Regions from separate parts of the Anas platyrhynchos genome. Here region 2 is linked to region 1. The links are chromatin contacts, called in public Hi-C maps. All regions are on one chromosome and are shown on one strand. Each heading gives the region's core, a stretch centred on a gene start, on an enhancer-like site or on the middle of the called end of the contact. The rest is flanking DNA. Distances are from core to core; before and after follow the strand shown.

Evidence for each region. Hi-C and Micro-C count contacts between places; a contact is called where the count stands out from the background.
Region 2: a Hi-C map of skeletal muscle shows a contact between it and region 1, with 2.3 times the contacts expected there. The contact joins two enhancer-like sites. A contact is called at or near these places in 2 of 8 Hi-C or Micro-C datasets (liver and skeletal muscle).

Annotation. Positions count from the first base shown.
Region 1 is chr2:138,296,542-138,303,487 of IASCAAS_PekinDuck_T2T, reverse strand. It overlaps CUBN (cubilin), which reads left to right and starts at 468. Exons shown (of 67, transcript XM_005015103.6): 1 at 468-626; 2 at 806-935; 3 at 1,272-1,364; 4 at 2,366-2,404; 5 at 3,177-3,278; 6 at 4,214-4,317. The coding sequence starts at 508. Within about 2 kb of position 4,042, at least 3 of the 8 cell types and tissues checked have an H3K27ac peak or open chromatin away from gene starts, as enhancers often do.
Region 2 is chr2:138,364,070-138,371,015 of IASCAAS_PekinDuck_T2T, reverse strand. No RefSeq gene overlaps it. Among named protein-coding and RNA genes, the nearest start is that of VIM, 12 kb to the right of the region's middle. Within about 2 kb of position 2,470, at least 5 of the 8 cell types and tissues checked have an H3K27ac peak or open chromatin away from gene starts, as enhancers often do.

The sequences.
Region 1 (6,946 bases), core at 2,793-5,292:
ATGAATTACTGTCTGGAAGCTTCTCCTTCAATACAAATATTCCTTGCCAGCTACTGTGGTTTTTATATGTTATTATTTTTGGGTAATAATCTAGGTCTTTTAGTGCTGCCAAATAATCTTTCCTTCTGCCATGTGGTGCAGCATGCGGGGACAGCGAAGCATTCCCATAGCAGCCAGCTATGCGTTACAAGTGTGCTCTGAGACACAGGGGGACTCAGCTGCTCAAAGGTCAGAGACATGATGATCCAACGCATTCAGATTTTAATTAAATACCTTTCAAAGCTCCTGCAGCCAAAGGAGAAAAACGCACCAAGTGTCTAGATTATTTGCACACTGTCAATCTTTAATTAAGATACTTGAGATAAAGATTACCCTTACTGGACAAGACAGCAGCATGGGCACCTTGTGAATAAAGAGCTGTGTGAGAGCAAAGGGCACCTGGGCTCTCAAAAGTACAATTCAGCACTAGAGGTTTCACTTCAACCTCAGGACAGCTGGAGGAGAGCAATGCTTTGGGCTGCTTCTGTTCCTGGGCTATTAGTTGCATTGTTATTACTTGCTGGATTGAGCTGTGAATCAAACCACTATGAAAAAAAGAGGCAGAAAAGAAACATTTATGATGAACAGTAAGTACCATTGCTATTATCAATTGCAAATGGATTTATTCATATGGTGGGGTTTAAGTGCCAGTAATGGGAACAGAATGACTTTACTGCATACATTTTCTACCTACTTTCTGGCAGATATGTGTAACTAAATGATCTTTTTTTTTTTTTTTTTTTTTTTTTTTCCCGTAATACAACAGGCCTCGTTTGTCCTCAGAACAGGGTAATCTAGTGTTCCACGCTGGCTCCAGCAAAAATATCGAATTTAGAACTGGACCACTGGGGAAAATAAAGCTTAATGAAGAAGATCTTGCAGAACTTTTTAGTCAGGTGATATAGTTACTTCTCCTTAATGTGTCTTCATTTCCAGTTTTGTACATTAGTACATTTCTTCAGAATTTTTCTTAGCAAATGTTTGATGTGTTTTGTATGATTGTTATTTTACATTTTTTTCTCTTAGCACTCTAATATGAATGCGAGCTATTGAGGACCTGTAAAGTAATCAATTTGTTACATAAAGTAATTAAAAGATTAAATTGTGCATGGAACAGACCTCTCTGTATTTAAAGAGACTTTATAATAGTAATGTTAAGCAAGAATAAAACTTTCCTAAGCTTTTAAAAAATCAAAGCTTGTTTTACATTTACCCTTTTTAAAAAAAATTAGGTGAGAGAAAGTAACGCAGAGATTCAAGAACTTAAGAAAGCCAGTGGTGTCTCTCAGAACGTGTCGCACCAGGTTTCTCTGCTGGCTTCCAAGGTGAGCTGCACCCTCGTGTATTCCACCAGCATTCTGTATTTTCCATTCCCCAGATTAACAGAGATACCTGATGCATTTCAGTATTTCTCGGCTTCGATTCAGGGAGCTGGGGCAGAGTCCATATTTAACATCAGCTCAGAGTCTGTTTAACATCAGAGATACTGAACCGGTATCTCTGGAGACAATGGAAATAGTCCTGTAATTCCCATAATTTCCAACGACCAGGATTCTTTTTCTGTTCACTGTCTCCATGGACTATGTCCTCTAACATTTATGGAAGTGAAATCTCACTAAGTTGAGGCTATGGACCAAATATGTTCTTATACATGTTACCTAGATATTCCACTGCATGGGTGAAATGGGATGTAGAGATTTACAGAGGAAAGAAAATACTGGCAAGGAACTTTTCCCAGATACTAAAGACTTTTCTCCAACAGAAGATGGAAATCCTTTAAGTGACTTCATTTAGGTGTCTTTTGTTAGAGTGCAGACATCATTTCATTATAGGAAAATATTTTATAGCCTGAGACCTCCAAGGGAAATTGTCCTAACATGTGTCTATGGTATTCCCTGATTCACCTTCTGCTTGCTATTTGTGGATCTAACCAACTGAGATATGTTGAAACCTTTCCTGGGCTTTCGGTGTATGCACTTCAGTCCTCAGTCCTTCAGATGGCTCATGAGCACCTGAGCAGTCCTGTTGGAATATTCATGTTCTTAAACACCCTAATGCATCTTCACAAGACTGTTTTTCTTTCTGTAGGCAAAACTGGACATATTCTTTTCATAAGCAGTGATTTTCTGAACTGCCTAAAGGACTTAAATCCCAGTGAATGGGACCTGATTTGAACCTGACTGTCACCTGGTTTCACACACAAGCTATACTCCAAAGAAAGCACTTTGTTAGCTTACTGGCATCCAGCATGCCAGCCCTGAGACCAACATGTACCTCTGCAGTGGCTCTCATGACAAGGACAACTTAATTTGCATTTCTCTTGCAGATCACAGATCTTGACAACAAACTTCAAAGCTTAGAGCAGGTGAGTAAATGGGAAAGAAAATGAAGATCAAAAAAGAAACATCTGACCCCAAGTAAGTAAGATAAGGTTACAATGATTAAATAGCTAAATGATTTCTTTCCTCTCACACACTGCTCAGGAAAACCTTTTCTGGTAACAGGAGGTTTAAAAAAAGCCAAGGTTTGTAAAGGAGGTGAAATACCCTCTTACAAAACATAAACTGTGTAGGAGCCTGCATTCCTTAAAGGAAAAACAATTGTAGACTGAAGAATAACAACTAGATACCAAGGAAAAATAAACTCTTCCTTCACTTATCTGTCAAGCCAAAGACTGAAGAATTTAAACGGGAGTTTGTGTTGTGCTGGAAATAGCTTATTTTCAACCATCAGCTGCTTCTCCATGAGCGTGTGACAAGCCACAGCTACTCCTGCCAGTAAAAGCAGTTGTCCGATGAGTCACCCATGAAATCAGGAAGATAAGATAACCAACTCTCCATCTAGACTCACTAACAGCCTGCCATTGAAGAACAGTTTCTATTAATATTTACATCTTACAGAGCTTCGCTCATCCTAGTGCTTGCAGCCAGTCATCCTGTGTAAGATCAATCATACTAAGTCATATTTTTGTACAGATGTGAATGAAAGAGCTCAAAAGTTTTGCAAATTAACCTTACTGAAAAAGATGAGAGGGAAAGAATGAAAAAAAAAAAACCTACAACTTTGTCTTGAAAATAAATGCTGATGAAAAACTAAATAAAAGGAAGCTAATTGCCTGCTCTCTTGCTGGGTTTCAGTCTCTCCAGAGGAAAGCCTGCAGCAGCAACCCCTGTGAGAACTCAGGGACCTGCGTGAACTCATTGGATGGTTTCTTTTGCCTCTGTCCCAGCAACTGGCAGGTGAGTCTATAGACTCCCTGAATGTGTGATGTGTGTTGTAACTGCAAGGATGTACCTGGCTAGTGCAATTGTGACAAAGCACACCATTTTAAAATTGTTCCGAATGGAGTAAGATATACTGAACAGCAAAACAACCACAACAGAGTCATCACTTAGTTTAAGTGCAACACATTTGCTTCTCAACAACACTGACATACACCAAGAAAATTGAAGCCCCAACCAGTGGGTCAGACCCTGCACTGCTATATGTGGGTGATGCCCCATGGAGTCAGTGATGCTTGGCAGTTTCCACAGCAGAGAATTAGTCTTTGCTTTTTGTTGAGCAGCGTGAACTGAACTGCATACCTTGCTGTTGAGCTTATGCAAGGGTATAGAGAGAATGAAGGAAGGGAATGGTGTTTATTGAAGTCCAAAGTAAAACAAATGGGGGTGTAAGTAACCAATCTCATTCTGGGTTTTTGAAATCCAAAGACCTTCTTGGCAAAGGCTTTAATGGTGTTGTTACATACATTTAAAGATGGAAAATTCCACCTTTTTCACAAAAACTCTCAGCCTGAAAATTGTCCCAGTGAGACTTGTGTCAAAATTGATGTAGTTTCAGTCCTAACAAAACAGCATCTCCTGATAAGAACAGTTCGAAAGAAAATTTTCGGAGCCTTTTGCTAGGGAGTTGGAAAGTAGTGGGACTGACAGTACTAAGCTGTCCATATGCTTTCTGCAGACATCTGAAATATTTTTCCCTCATCTGACTGATAGCCAGGGTCACAGAAACACAGCTGAACAATAGAGTGTTGTTATAATGTTTCATAAGAGAAGCTGTGTTGATAGCAGCCCGTGGTTTGTGTATGTTTGGAAACTATATTAAACATTGGCTCCATGGTTTGCTTCATTTCTCTGTTATTTGGAAAATAAACTGGTTTTCCATTTCATCTTAGGGCCTCCTCTGTTCAGTGGATGTTAATGAATGCCAGATTTATGCTGGAACGGCACTGGGCTGCCAGAATGGAGCCACTTGTGTGAACACACCCGGCAGCTACAGGTAACTTTTCAAAACTATACACAAAAATGCTGTATAAAACACTGCTATGTCTGTGCCATCTGCAGCACAAGTTCTAGTAACAAGTCTATGTAGTATCTATGCACTATATATCACCTCCTTTCAGTCTGAGAGGCCACAAAATCATTAGTACACTGTATAGATGAGCCCTCCGCAGGCACAGATGCCCTCCAAAGCCATCGCTTGCTTCAGCACAGGAGCAGAGCTTTTCCCCAGCAAACTCTTTGAGATGTTGGAAACTTCCTAAGCATGTGGACACCAGTGTTCAGTGGCACCCCCAGCATGCTGCATAACTCTTGGAAATGCCTTCACCTACTCCAGAAATACCAGCAGCACTGAGACTGGAGCAGCACAAGCAACACACAGTGCTGTCAGATAGAAAGGGAGGAGAAATGCTGCCTGCAGCAGACTGGCCAGAAGGGTGCTTGGGCACCACAGACACGAGATTCTTGGGGCTCACCCTTCTCCAGCTGTGCCCAGTCAGAGGGCAGTCCTTGTTCAGCTCCTTAAGAAACATGCTCCCGTTTACAAGGCAAGCCAGCCTGAACATCCTGAGTCTTATTTTCCATAGTGGCAAATAATCTGGTAAATAAATAACTTTCAGATATAATACAAAGCTCTCCCTGTGCAGTGGGAACAAGCAGGCTGGATAGCATGCCACAGCTTTCTTCAAAGCATCTTGTCTCCTGCTTCAGCATGAAAGCCTTAGCCCCCACAAATATTTGCTTGGTGTAACACTGCCTTACAGTGCTTTGTCAGTTCTTGGAGGAACTTCACAAAAGGGAAATTCTCATGCAGTGCTCCTCACACTTCAGCAGGAACACAGAACCTGTTGAGATGTTACTGTGTGTGTAAGGCTGCCTGACAGCTTTTCTTTGATTTTAAAGATCTTTATAGCTTGCTTGCAGCTGTCCTCAATGCAAGACATTCATCAAGGAAACACCATACAAAGCAGCCTGCCTTTACTTATTGTTTCTTACTGTGCTCTGCTATGTGGCATACAGGTGTGTGACTAAATTAAGGTTTGAGGGAACAAACCCTCTGCCTTTTTCTCAGCTACTTTCATTGTGTTTCTATGGTCATGATTCCTGAAGTTTGTTCCCCAGTGTAATTTTTACAAATTACACAATTACTTCAAAGAAACTAGAACCTCTTTGTAAGTCACAAACATTGTGATACTACTGCTTTTGCATTATGCCCTCAGGATTATAGTTCAGTCCTTTCCCCAACTCCATTATACTGTCTTCGCAGACTCCTTTCACATAATGTCCTACTTATTTCTGAGCACTCCCTGGATGCTAAATCCATCCCTAAACAGGGTGACATGGCTCTTTTCAGCAGCTGTAAGAACGTTGCTGCTGGTTTTTCTGGGGCCCAGCACCCCTTGTCACCCCAGTCCTGCTCTGGTGCAGTTACATACACCAGTGGGGACTGTGGGTAAAGAAAGTGGTGATATTTAACTTCCTATAGGCCTCAGGGATAACACCAGGTGAAGAGCAGTGCTCTATCAGGTACTGTCAAGTGGAAGGTAATGCCTTCTTCACTCCTTGTTCAGTTTCTTTACTTGCAAGCTTCAAGCTCTAATTCAGGAAAGCACAGAGGTATGAGGAAAAAGCAGGTAATCTAGAAATGCTTTCCTGATTCAGCACCTCAAAAGGACATGGCATCATTTGGACAAAAGGTCATGGGAATCCCCATGTCTATCAGACATTTGCATCGCAATCAGCATAATGGGGGCCTCACCAGGACAGTGCAGGTAGCAATGGGAGAGGACCAGGGCAGTGCCACGCCGCACTGCTTTGCAGTTTGGCCAAAGCTCCTTGCAGCGTGGCCGACTTCTCAAAGCTGAGCAATTTCAACTGGGTAATGGATTAATCTTTTCCAGACTAGGCAGGAGACAGTGTCATTTTCTTTCTCCTTTGGAGCCTCTCCGATTGCCTTGCTGTGTCCTTTGGAGCTGAATGTGAGGCTCTGCATGTACTTTGAACGTTTGGGGGTGTTCTGCTTCCCTGTCCTGCCGACTTTCTGCTTGCCCAGCTTGAGCGACTGCACTTGCAAGACGATGTCGGTGTATTTGCTGTCTCTTACATTAATAAACATGCAGTTTTACAGTACTGCGACTGCAGTTTTGAAGCCTGAGTTCACCTGGGTCACTTGTCCTGGGTGCAGAGTTTAGTTATCTGCAATTGGCTTATCAAACACTTTTTCAGCTGATCACGTCGCCATGGCAAGGATAGCATGGCTTACTAGTAAATTGCTCCAAGGTCCAGATCAGCTGCACCGGAATATCTGATTCAAACTGTGTAGGTAAATGCTTGTACGGAGGTGTTTTTATATGGTATATATTTATTTATTTATTTTTATTAGCCAGCTTAAAAGCAAGTGAACAGGGCCAAGTGAGTGCTATATGTCTCTGTGGGGATCAGACATCTCAGCACATTACCTGCATCGAAATAAGTGTCTCACCTTCATTTTATTAAAAGTTAGCTAATTAATGGGAGTCTTTCTGCAGTTTTAATCCCATTCAGTTAGTTGTATTTCAGACTCAGTTTTTGTCCGTGTGGAAATAAAGGGCCAGAGGAAAGAGAACCATCACCTGATAGCCTAGAAG
Region 2 (6,946 bases), core at 1,221-3,720, 69 kb before region 1:
CAAGCTGAACTTCAAAAGGGAGAATTCCTCAAATGTAGACACCAAAAAAGAAAAGAAAAAGAAAAAAAAAAAAAAAAAAAAGATTGAAAATTTATAAGCCACAAAGACACTTTTTGAGATACCTTATTAAACACTGAAAACTGCCTGCTGTCCTGCTGAAAATCCTCTTAAAACAAATTAAAAAAAGCAAACAAAAACACACACACACACAAAAACACAGTTCAATTAAAAAAGCCAGTGAGGGGAACTACTAAAATTTGACAGGAGTCATGTTCAAATGAGCAAACCAGAAAATATGGTCTCTGTCATACGAGAAGTAAATCTCCAGTGAGCTGGATCACATACCAGCTCAAGAGGTAAATTGCTAATAAAAAAAACCCACTTTCATACACATCCAAAACATAATGCCTATAAGAAATTCAGTGCAGCTTCAAGTGAGACAGTGAAGAGTTAGAACTCAGTGAAGATAAGCCACAGGAAAAATACGGCATGGCTACAGTTCATTAAGAATAAGGTCAGGGAGCCCCAGATGAAGGTCAATCTCAAACTGAAGAGGTTTTGGAACAAATCGATGCATTGACAGGTAAGAAAAATATGGAATGGCAACCACTAAATAGGTCTGAAGTGCGTCAATGTGAAAGTACTAATTGCTAGTTGCACTCCAGAGTCAGAGGAATCATCAATGGCCAGTAAAATTTCAGACTATAAAAAGTCTCCAGGACAATGCTGAAGTCTATAGAGCAGTAAATTTAACATTTTCACCTTGCAAATTCAGAAGAAACTGTAAAAGCAGCTATACTGGGTAGGATTCCACACACATTTTTTCCTGAGGACGTCATGCCTCAAGAATCTGGTGGAAATGTCTATAGGATTTTACAAGCTTTGTGGGTAAGGCAGATGGAAGATTTTGTCAGAAGCTTTTGAAAAATGATCACTGCAGATTGCTAAGGAATTGAGAAGGAATATCCTCCCTATTTTAAGTTAGAAAGTAGGAAACAAGACAGAAACAGGGAAAGTAGGAAACAAGAAATAACGGACAGCCTTCACTATGGAAGGAAGTTGTCACTGCACTCCCACAAGCACTGGACATTGGACTTTGCCATTCAATATATTCCTCAGTGATCTAGCAAAGAACAAACAGCAGGTTGACAAAGTTTTCAGCTGGTACAAAATTAAGAGCAGTCTGTGTTAATGCCAAGCTCAAAGTTGCAGAAGGATATCACAGTCCTGGCTGACTGGGTGATCAAACTGAATGAAAATTTAATGTCAAAGACTGCAAAGAATGGGCAAAAAATAACTCTGTGAAGTTAGAATTCTGAATTAGCTATTAGAAATAGATCTTTGAGTCAGTGTGGATAACTTTCTGAAAATGTCAGCCCAGTACTGAGCAATGATCAAAACTCCAAACGCGATATTTTTACTTACCTTGAAAGCAACTGAGCACAAAGCAGGAGTTCCCATTATGTCACTCTGTGTTGCTTCAATGCATGTGTCTTAAAGATTACTTGTTGTCTTGGTCACCTTGTTTTAAGTAGGTTATAGCAGAACTAAAATATGAAGAAAGATGAGGATTATTAGGGTTCCTAGATGAGGGCTCCTAGATGAGAAGACACTTAGGTGTTAGAAACATGCAAGAGCTACTAGAGAAATCTGTCAAATGAGGGGTGGCATGCAGGGACTGAATGCAGAGTGAATATTTACTAAGTTTCCTAACACATAAACATCTGGAATAAATAACAATAACAATAATAACAATAATATAAAATAAAACATCAGTCAGTTCAGACAGTGAGGATAAAATCATCCAAAGAAGATGTTTTTCCCTGGTACACTGTCAAAAAATGAAATGCAGGATGATAGTAGCCAGAAATATTAAAGGATTCAAAATAGATGAGACAAGTTCATCAATTGTCTGGATGAAGTCACTGGCTCAAAAACTTCCTGAATTTGTTTTCAGGAAAATGAAGGATATTCCAGGGATTGAGACCCTGTTTCTTGTGCCCTTTTCTTCAGCAAATACTATAACAAATGAGGTGGATAGTTGGTCTGACCTGCTATGGCTGTTCACTTTAGAGCTGTGGCCTTTACTTGCACTCCCATCTGTCAGGTCACCACTGTATATGGATCCTTTTCATGACCAGCCAGTGTAATTCAATGATTAATATTGTGTACTCCACGGTACAAAAGAGATATTTACAGCTGGAGCAAGTCCAGCCTAGGGCCACAAGGACAGGGAAGGGCTTGAAGCACCTGACATACAAGAAGAGGACAAGTTCAGCCCGGAGAAAAGAAAGCTCAGGGGGAAAATGTTGTGAGGGGACATGTCTGGTACAGCTGACCAAATGGGCCAAAGGAATATTCCATTCTGTATATCATCATGCCCAGCAATAAAATCTGTGATAAAGACAGAAGAGGGATTTGGGCTTCCAATGTGGCCATTGCACAGAGACTGAATGAGCATCGACCTGCCTGTGGGGGGTGCTGTATGATTTCCTTTGCCTTGCTTCTAGTTTTTCCCCGTCCTTCACGTATTAAACCGTCTTTATCTCAACCCATAATTTTTCTTACTTTTGTTCTTCCTATTTTCTCCCCCTGTCCCAGAGAGTGAGGGAGAAAGCAGCTCTGTGGGTGCTTGGCTGCTGACTTCGTGCAATTTCCCACAGTTCTACATCCTGAAAGCGATTTCATTTTGTGTCTGCCACGTCTGAGACATCTTCAGCATCACCTCTCTCCCATTAGTGACCATACAATCCTGCACAGCACACTGCAGTAAGGGATCCATCAGACAGCAATGCTTGGACAGGCTGCCTTCCCCTTGCAGTTTGTGTAATCCACCACAGGGAGACAGCTGCAATACGTCTCTGAAAAAGAAATGGGCAGAAAGTCAGGCTGAGGAGTTCATATGGAAACTATTACGCACCATTGTGCAGAGATTTGGCTGCTATGGACTTGCCTTTTTGTGAAGCAGTGAGTTTGGTTGCTGCGGACCGGAGCCCAAAAGCAATTTTCACCTGTGGGCTCCTCACAGAGTAGCCAAGGCCCAAGGTGTGGCCTTGGGCTGGGTTGTGGAGGGGACAGCTCGCTAGAGCATCGCTTCCCTTATTGCCACTAAAGGGAAATGTGGATGAGCAATGCGATGTGCTATAGAGAAGGGCCCCACGGGTAAGGGGGCTCTATGTCATGTTGTAGAACTGGATTTTGTTCCCCCTTGTGCTACAGCTTTACTGTTGGAGGCAGGCAATTTCACCTGAACCATGCTTTTCACTGGTATCCCCTGAATCTTCAGTTTGTGAACTCGAGCTGAGATCCAGACTGTGAACGTACCCGGACCTGAAACCAATAAGTGTTTTCAAAGTATACAGTGCTGACTGACCTCACACCAGATCCCTGGGCTTAGTTTACACTCCTGAGCTTGACGGCTCTTCCTCACAGTCCCATGCGTGAAATGAGGAGACTGTAACCCACCTCACAGGGCTGTTGTTACCGCTCACTTCTGTCTGGTATGCTCACTGAATGGGACAAGGTCCATGAATTTGCAGCTGAAATCTGTAGCGCTCTGCATGAGCACAAAGAGACCAAATGAAGATTGAAAATGTAATTTTATTTTTGGCACTTCCTAGTTCTGCATGCATGACTGCACTCAAGCAAATGTCTGCTAAAGCGGTTCATTATATGCAAATGACTTCAAAAATTTCAGTAATACCCAGGCTTTCATTCCTTTCCCTAGTAAAAGGATTTGCAATTAAAATTTCTGATATTTACCTGTCATCAGTGAGATTCTCTATCCAGACACTCAGCCACTCATCTTCTCTAAATGTGAGCATTCACACCCCCAGGGCACCTCCCTTTCTACCCACTGGCATAAGCAAACCAGGCTCTGCAAGCCCTGGCCAGGAGCAGGAGCCTCCCCATGCCGGGTGTGCCCCAGCAGGATGTGATCTCCACATGGCACAGGTCCTGGGTGACAGCCACCAAACCCCCTATGGCAGGGACATCAGCTTTCTTGGTGCTCCACAGGTGCCTAAGGGCAACTAAGGCTAAGGGATATGTTTTAATTCTCTCATGGGAGAACATACCTGTCCCAAAGTGTCCCATAACCCACACCAGGTGCGTTTTACATGTGGAATTTTACAACTGCAAATAGGGTTTTGAGCATGAGCCCTACAAGTACCCAAATCACAGGCAGAATTGGGCATCCTGCCTGGTGTGGAGACCCCCATTGGGGAGCTTTCACACCAGGCAAGGTTCAGCAGGCTCCAATAGATGTCTTTTGGAAGATCTCTGTTCCTTCTGGCCACATGAAGCAAAATAAACTAAATACAAGGACTCAAGATTATCAAGATTTTCTGGAGGATTACTATTATTTACTCTGAGTACAGCTCACACACTTGGAGGCAGGCACCGTGCAAGGTTTCACAATGCAGTAAAAGCGACAGGCAAAATCGGTTCTGCCGGGGTTGACTGGAAAGGACACTGTCAGAAAGTCTTGTTAGAAATCAACATTTACCCCCCAAAATGATATTGCCTTTAGCAGTAACTTCTGTTACTTATCATACAGTGACCCAGGGACTTTCACTTGCAACAGCCTCTCAGCGAGGGAGGAAAATCAGCCCTTCGGTGCTGCTGCTCAGCTCACGGGAGCCGCTTCATGATGCCTGTTAGAGGGTAGGACAAGTGCACAGCCGCCAGTGGTGGCGAGCCAGCCCGTACTGCTGTCAGCTGAGGTTATTAGGATGTGAAATACAGGTCTGAGGTTAGCTGCTGGCTCAGCACTAAGGCACTTATATGCGAGCACAAGCCTGGCGTGCCCAGATCAGCCAGAAGTTTACACAGGCATCAGCAGCGCTCCTTTCTGCCGTGAGAATGCCCTCGCGCTTGCACACAGTACAGGCTTTGAAATAGTTTCCCGCAGTCTTCCTATCCCCTTGGCAACTAGGTTTTATTTTTATTTATTTTTTCTATTTATTCCAAGGATTGAAAGCTCTACCACATATTTCTCTGTGCCATGCGTAACCCTGAGCACAAAAGAGCCAGGAATAACTCCTTTGCTTCCCTGTCAGGGCTCAATACAGTCACTTCTTTTATCCAGGTGCTGAGGAAATCAAAGGCAACAGATAGCAATCAGCTGGGTAGCTGGCAGCAGGGGGAGAAGCAACATCTGAGAGACCACCACAATGCAGGTAACCTCCAGCAATAAGAGAGCATTTCAGAACCCACTCTGTGTTGCAGGTCCCTGCCCAGTGCCACCAGTAGCCCCCACTGTCCCCCTGTGCCAGCTCTTCCTGCTCACACACTGCTGGATGCCACTGTCCAGTGCTCCCTCAGTGCTGGAGCAGAAGTAGGGACTTTTCAGTACCCCAAACTGTCGGAGGCAGCAGATAAGCACCGTGCTGCACTCTTCTCCTTAAAGGTTGTAGGCACCAGTGTCTAGTAAGTGTTCAACATCAGCTATTGCACATCCCCAGCACTGCTACTGTCACAGAAGGCATCTCACATGAGAGCTCATTTGTGCTTTTTTATTGTTCTGGATGCTTGTATGTAGCAAAAAGCCCGGTGTCTGTAATCTCCGTGGCATAAGGAGGCTGGGTTCACTCACTTTTTAATGAGAATATGCCATTCACCACGCTGTTGTGCTCACAGCAAGCAGGGGCTGAAGCACAGCTCCAGGCATTCTCCTGAGAGTCACCTCTGACCCTTTTGCATGGAAGAATCAGCAGAACAAACACAGGACCAGCTGCAGGACTTTTCTGTCTGGTGAGCACCTGATGCACCAAAGCAGCCAGCCACATACCCCAGGCTACTGGATTTTGTACTTTTTTGCTGAGCATCAGCACAAGCAAATGTGACGCCCATCTACAAGAAGGGCCGGAGGGCTGACCCGGGGAACTACAGGCCTGTCAGTTTGACCTCAGTACCAGGGAAGCTCATGGAGCAGATCCTCTTGGGAGTCATCATGCGGCACTTGAGGGGCAAGCAGGCGATCAGGCCCAGTCAGTATGGGTTTATAGAAGGCAGATCCTGCTTGACGAACCTGATCTCCTTCTATGACAAAGTGACGCGCTGGGTGGACGAGGGAAAGGCTGTGGATGTGGTCTACCTTGACTTCAGCAAGTGCAGCAGAACAGGGAAAACTGCTTGGCCTGCCATCATCTTCTGAGAGACAGAAGTCCTCTTGAACTTGTACTAGAGAAAAGGAGGGTAGGGACAGCACCACCACACCCCTCTTTAAAAATTAGGCATTTTCCTGCTGTGAAGATCAGCTTCAGCACTTGTCCCTGGGCAGCGCAGTTATAAACTCCAGTCATACCCAGGCACCTACCCTCAGATTGCAGGACACCTCCATCCCCAGGACACACAGCATTTCAGCATTCCCCAGTCACTAGCTATCTTCCTCTTCAGCACCTTGGTTACTGCACATCTAAATGAGTGCTGCAGACAACAGCATGAAGAAACTGGACTCCTACTGCCCCCTCACACTAGCCACTATTTGCATTTGTTTGGTCAATATATTTTTTGGGGAAAAAAAAAAAAAAGCTTGTGTGTGTGTGCAGGGGGATTGATAATACTGCAGATCAGTTCACATTGCACAGGCATTTTCACAAGTACCCAAACTACCACTAGTATCCTGAACTAGCAACTAATGCTATTCATACTTAGTGATCAACTCCAATTGTCATTTACTCACCCCATGAAAATTAGATCTGACTGGAAGTTTATAAACAGCAAGCTTTACAGGGAGAGAAATGCAGGACAGATCAGTTACTTCTGTAGCCTGTTCTATTCTCATTGTTTTAGTTTGAAAAGTGTCTCACTACACAAAAAAATAAATTTTCTCAAATAAAAGTTCACTTTAGCCTCTTACTTGTCCCTCTAAAAGGGCTATAGCAGGCCACATGAGTTTTCTCTTCCCCCTTCTGCTGCCTTGTGGCTGATACTCAGCAGAAAA